Regions from separate parts of the Muntiacus reevesi genome. Here region 1 is linked to region 2. A link is a contact called in public Hi-C data. All regions are on one chromosome and are shown on one strand. Each heading gives the region's core, a stretch centred on a gene start, on an enhancer-like site or on the middle of the called end of the contact. The rest is flanking DNA. Distances are from core to core; before and after follow the strand shown.

The links. A called contact is a pair of places that touch in the nucleus more often than the background predicts.
Region 1: a contact with region 2 is called in a Hi-C map of muscle, with 6 times the contacts expected there. The contact joins the promoter of AGO2 here to the promoter of TRAPPC9 in region 2. A contact is called at or near these places in 2 of 3 Hi-C or Micro-C datasets (blood and muscle).

What each region holds. Positions count from the first base shown.
Region 1 is chr12:74,757,199-74,759,898 of mMunRee1.1, forward strand. It overlaps AGO2 (argonaute RISC catalytic component 2), which reads right to left and starts at 1,428. Exons shown (of 19, transcript XM_065903367.1): 1 at 1,254-1,428. The coding sequence starts at 1,275.
Region 2 is chr12:74,621,969-74,624,668 of mMunRee1.1, forward strand. It overlaps TRAPPC9 (trafficking protein particle complex subunit 9), which reads right to left and starts at 1,422. Exons shown (of 22, transcript XM_065903184.1): 1 at 1,295-1,422.

The DNA.
Region 1 (2,700 bases), core at 178-2,677, 140 kb after region 2:
TTCTTCTATCAAATTGCTGAGAGCAATTTAAAAGTTGCTCTGGCTCAGCCTTGGAGAAGCTTTCTAACTAAGTGACATCAGAAAACAAGACAGTGAGTATTGACAAGGCACCGGACTGTGAGCAGAAAGTGTTACGGGATGCAAATGGATCAGAAGAGCCTCAACAGGTCCCGCCAAAGCCCCAGCGGCAGGAGGCTGGGGAGGGCCAGGGCCCGCAGAAGGCAGGACCCAGCCGGCAGGGCCTGCAGCCCGCTGGAGCCTGGTGGACAAAGGGGACAGGATGTGTCTTGTCCAAGTGGCAGGGCCAGCGGGAAATTTAGAAGCCACGTGCCCGGCGGGAGAAGGGGAAAAGCCTAACAACATTTGACCATTTTCTTGGCCCAGCAAGTTAATCGCCCGTCTACTCTGCATCCCCCCAAAAAAGTTCTTTAAAAAATGTGTTACTGCTCTAAGTTTTTCAGAACTTTTCTAAAGAGAGGGAGGCTGGCTAGTGAGAAAAGACGCTAAGGAAATCAGCACATCCCCTCACCTTCCTCTAGTAGATTGTAAAAGGCAATTAACACTTGAATAAGGAGCCTGTGTGTCTGGAATAAAAATGAGGCGCGCGCAGGTTTAGGGTTTTAGGGCGCCTTCCTATCCCTCTCTGTCCGCGGTCCTAACTACCAGCAAGAATTGGCCAAAATTCAGCATTTCCAGACTTTCCTTAGGAGAAGGGGCCGCAGAAGTGCTGGCAGAAAGAAAAACGAAACTGAGAGCGCTCCAGGCTCGCCGCGGCTCGGTCTGCGCCCAACGGCCGCGCTCCTCCCCGCGCCGCCCGCACCCCGAGTTCGGCGCCCCCGGCCGGGGCCTCTCCGCCCCCGGGCGCTTTGAGCGCGGCCCCGGCCTCTGCCCCGCCGGCCCCGCGCGGCGCAGGGGCCCAGGCGCCCAGGCGCCGGGCGCAGGAGGCCGGGCAGGCGGGTGCCCGGGCCTCAGGCCTACACGCGGGCCGCCTGGCCCAGTCCACGCTCCGGCCCGGTCCCAGCCCGCCGGGCCGCGGCGGAGACGGGGCGCGGGGAGGGCCCAGGCCGCGCGGGGCGCCCCGACGACTCGGGCCCGAGGAGGAGGCTGGGACCGCGTGTCCGCCCTGGGACCGAGGGAACGGCCGGCAGCCCCCCGACCCCCGGGCCCCCCGATCCCTCGGCCCGCGGTCGCCCGCCCGCGCCGCGCTCGCAACCGGCCCGCCAACCGCCGCGGGGAGGAGCGCGCGGACTCACCGGGGCCGGCTCCCGAGTACATGGTGGCGCCGCCGAGGGGCTCCGGGGCAGAGGGGCGGCCGCGCGCGCGCCACGGGCCCCGACGCCGCGAGCCGCGAGGGAGCCGCCGGCCGCACGATCCGCCCCGGCGCGGCCGCCAAACAGGTTTACCCGACGCGGCCGGGGCGGCGGGCGGAGGCGGGCGGGCGGGCGGGCGGGGGAGGGGGAGGGGAGGGGAGGGGGAGGGGCGAGGGAGCGGGCGGGGGCGGGGCAGGAGGGGAAGGGAGGTGCGGGAGGTGCGGGGGCGGGGCGAAGGGCGGGGCCCGCGCGACAGGGGGCGGGGCGAGGGAGCTGGAGGGGAGGGCGGGGCCCGCGCGGCGGGGGCGGGGCGAGGGAGCGGCAGGGGCGGGGCAGGGAGGGGAGGAGAGGGGAGGGGCGGACCCGCTCGGCGGCCGAGGCGGGCTGGGGGCGCGGCGGAGGGGCGGGGGCCGGCAGCCGGGACGCACGCGGGGCCGGGGGGGTGCTCTGCAGCCACTCAGAAGCGCGACGTCTCCTCCGAATGGGCGGAGCGGGCGGCGCGTCGCTGCCCCCGCACCCCCGCCGCCGAGACCGGGAAGAAAGAAAAGAAAACACAGCCCTCCCCTCCCTGGCGCGCGCGGGCAGACCCTTCCCCATCCCGAGCCCCCGCCGCGCCGGACGAGCTGGGGCCCCGTGTGGACGCGGTTGCGGCCCGCGCCCGGGCGCCCCGGCGTTGCAGCTGGGCTCTTTTAAGCGATAAAGGAAACAATGTCGCGAAGGTTTCTCCGGACCGGGAACTTGAACTTGAACGCGCCCGGGTCCTCGCACACTACCACACCGCCACCTCCCGGCGGAGAACCTACCTAGAGAATCCCTGTAAAGAGCTTCAGGTCAATTTTAGCCGCTATCAGGGATCATCAGATCAAACTGTTAACTCCTCATTGCAGCCCTCGGGGCCTCCTCTGGTCCTTTACCTGGGACCCTTTATCGAACCCCCCGTGCTCTTCCGTACATCTCTGTGTTCGCCCTCCTCGTGCAGAAACGTTCTCCCTCCAGCCAAACCCCTGCATCCAGTTTGTTTTTGGTTTTCGGAGTCATTTCCAGGGAGGCCAGCCAGAAGTCAACTCCTTTCTCCCCTACTTGATGAGGGGTTAGCAACCGGAAGGTGAAATACAGTCCAAAATTGCTTGTCATCTTTTTAACATATTTGCCTGCTCCTTTCTTCCTCCGGTAAGCAAGTACTGTCTGACACCGAGTGCCTGTGACTGTGTGTTCCACTGGCCTACGATGGTACAAAGATGAACGGGAGTTCTGCCTGCAAGCGTCCAATAGGTTTGTTTCTCTCTCTGCAATTCTCAAGGAATTCTTAAATAAAAGCAAGAGAATCCACCTGTCCTCCAGAAAGAAACATAAAAGGACTTCCATCTTCATCCAGTGATTGATATAAATG
Region 2 (2,700 bases), core at 172-2,671:
ATCTATCACCTGATAAATGGGTAAACAAAATGCAGTCTATCCATATAATAGAATACTACTCAGCCATAAACAGTACTGACACTGCTACAACATGGGTGAACCCTGAAAACATTATGCTCAATGAAAGAATCCAGGCACAAAAGACCACATATTGCATGATTCTATTTACATGAAATGCCCCAAATATGCAACTCCTTGGAGACAGAGAGTAAATTTGTGGCTGTTCCGGGTGCAGGAGGGGAGACTGACAATGGGTATGGAATTTCTATCTGAAGTGATGAAAATGGTCTGGATTAATAATGGTTGCACAACTGGGAATACACTGAAAACCACTTAAGTGTACAATTTAAATGGGTACACTTTACCGTATGTGAACATTCTCTCAATAAAGCTGTTACTTGATAAAATATTTCTTAACTATTTTTCCCTCTATTCCACTTGACAGCCCCACAATTTAAGAAAAAACCTTGCCAAGGGATCTTTAAGGATTGCAAGATGCCTGGTTCTCCAGCATCATGTCTCTAGTGCTGTTATTTCATACTAGGGAACACTAGCTGGGCCGAACTAGGAAGAGACGGTAACTACCTTCTAAAAGTCGCCAGTTGCCTTTAAACTGGGTGGGGAGGAGCAGAGAAGAGGGAGGAGGAGGTCACAGCCTCTTGCCTTCTGCTCATTTTTAACTAACCCGAGCCTACCTTCGGCACTATGGATCCCTCTGCAAGAACAAGTGGAATCCACAGGCATCCCACCCTGACACCAGCACACTCCGCGTGGAAGGGCGTTCGCGCGGGGCAGATGGACTAGGGGCGGAGACCAGGCGAGCACCGGCTCTGCAATTCCGAGACTCGGCCGAGAGAAGCTGGACTTAACAATTTCGGGAGCTCAACCGCAGGAGACGTGCCTGTCGCCACCGCGCGGGATCTGAGCCACTTAGAACCCAGAGGAGATGGAGGAAGAGAGGAAACCGAGAGCCGGTCCCAGCCGCGTCCGCAGACCCCCGGTCGGGGGCGGGGGCGGGGGCCGGGGAGGGGCCGGGGACGGCCGGCGCCCGCGGAGGGGAGGCCGGGCCGGGCCCGAGAGGCGGCAGGTGCGGGCCAGGGCGGGACGGGCGCGGGCGCGGACGGGGGCGCCGGGCTGCCGGGCCGGGGCAGGTGGCCGCGGCAGGTGCGGGCGGAGTCGAGCCCCTCCGCGGGACACACGCTGCCTGGCGCCCCCGCGCGCGCCGTGACCCACGGACAGCCCTGCCGAGGCCGGCCCGGCCCCCCGCCAAGGGGCACCCCCTTCTTGCACTTACGCGGCCGGGGCCCCTGGGCCCGGAGCAGGCGCCAACGGCGGGAGGGGCGGCGGGGCTGGGCAGCCTCTGCGGCCGCTCCCCGGGCTCGGAGCTGGAGCTTCCGACTGGCGGCCGGGCCGGCGCCGCCCCTGCGCATGCGCGGGGCCGGTTCCGGGCCCAGAGACCCGCGCCAGGTTTTAGGGGCGACACGGGGCCCGAGAGGGAGGGGCGGGGAGCGAGGTGGTCGCTGGGGGGCAGGGAGGGGAGGGAGACGGAAGGAGGAGGGCGGGAGGGAAGCCGCTGCGACCGAGAGAACTTTGACTCCTGGCGCCGCGCACCCAAAAGGAGGCGTCAAGTCCCGCCTCTGCGCCCCTTTCCCGGCTCTCAGGGCGCGCAGCTCAAATTTCAGCTCGAGGGTGGGGCCCTCTGCAGCCCCTGCTCCCGCAAAGCCCCTACCGGATCCCGATCGCAGCCCCTGCGCGGAGCCGGGCTTCCAGTAGCTCCCGGGATCAAGCACCGGCAGGCGTGGTAGCGATGCTTAGAGCTACCTTGGGGCGAGAATAAGTTCCCCTTTTACTGGCTGGGAGACGATCTCAGGGTGCCTCCCGGGCCTGACAAAACTGCTAGGTCACACATCGGGGCTGGGCGGGGATGAGGAGGTCAGAGCCGGAGCCCGGAGCAGACCGCCCGAGGACCGGTGCCTGGTCCCCACCCGTCCTGGGAAAACCACTCCCGACTCTAGGGGTCCCGTCAAGGGCTCGGAATGAAGTGTGGAACGGCTGTCATAGTTCCAGCACACAGCTGACTAGGTAGGGCAGAAGCCACTTAAGAACTTAAACCCTTCTAGGTTAAAAAATAAAACTTTAAAAGGAGTTTACATACATAGCTTGGAATGTGGGTAGCTTGTTTGAAAAATACACAACAAATTATCAACAGTTGTAGGGTTGAGAGAAAAAGAGGATGAGGGAGACCTTTCCCTGTGTATTTTTGAGTTTGAATTTTTTACCGTATGCATGTATTTCTTTTTCAGTTAACGAAAAAAAAAAGAAAACTGTAATGGAGGACAGGAGTAGTTCAGCCTGTACAGCAGCCGTGGAAAAACAGAGCCATCACTTACTTTACCCAAGCAAGCATTTATTGACTCTGCTGTGTGCCCAGTGCTGTTTTATGACTTATTATTTATATATTTTTTAAAAATTATAATATGCTATCCCTCATCCCTGCCCTGGGCCAGTGGGAAACCAATTGCATTTTATTGAATTGTTTTCCAAGGAGTGGAAATGAATTATAAACAGAATACATCTTCAGGGCAAAACCCATGGAGTGTATTTCCAGCACACCAGCCAGGAAGGATTTTCAACACAGGCGCCCAGAGGCTGAGAGAACGTTTCCAGGACCCTGCATAAAGCTACCCAGAGTGGCTTCTT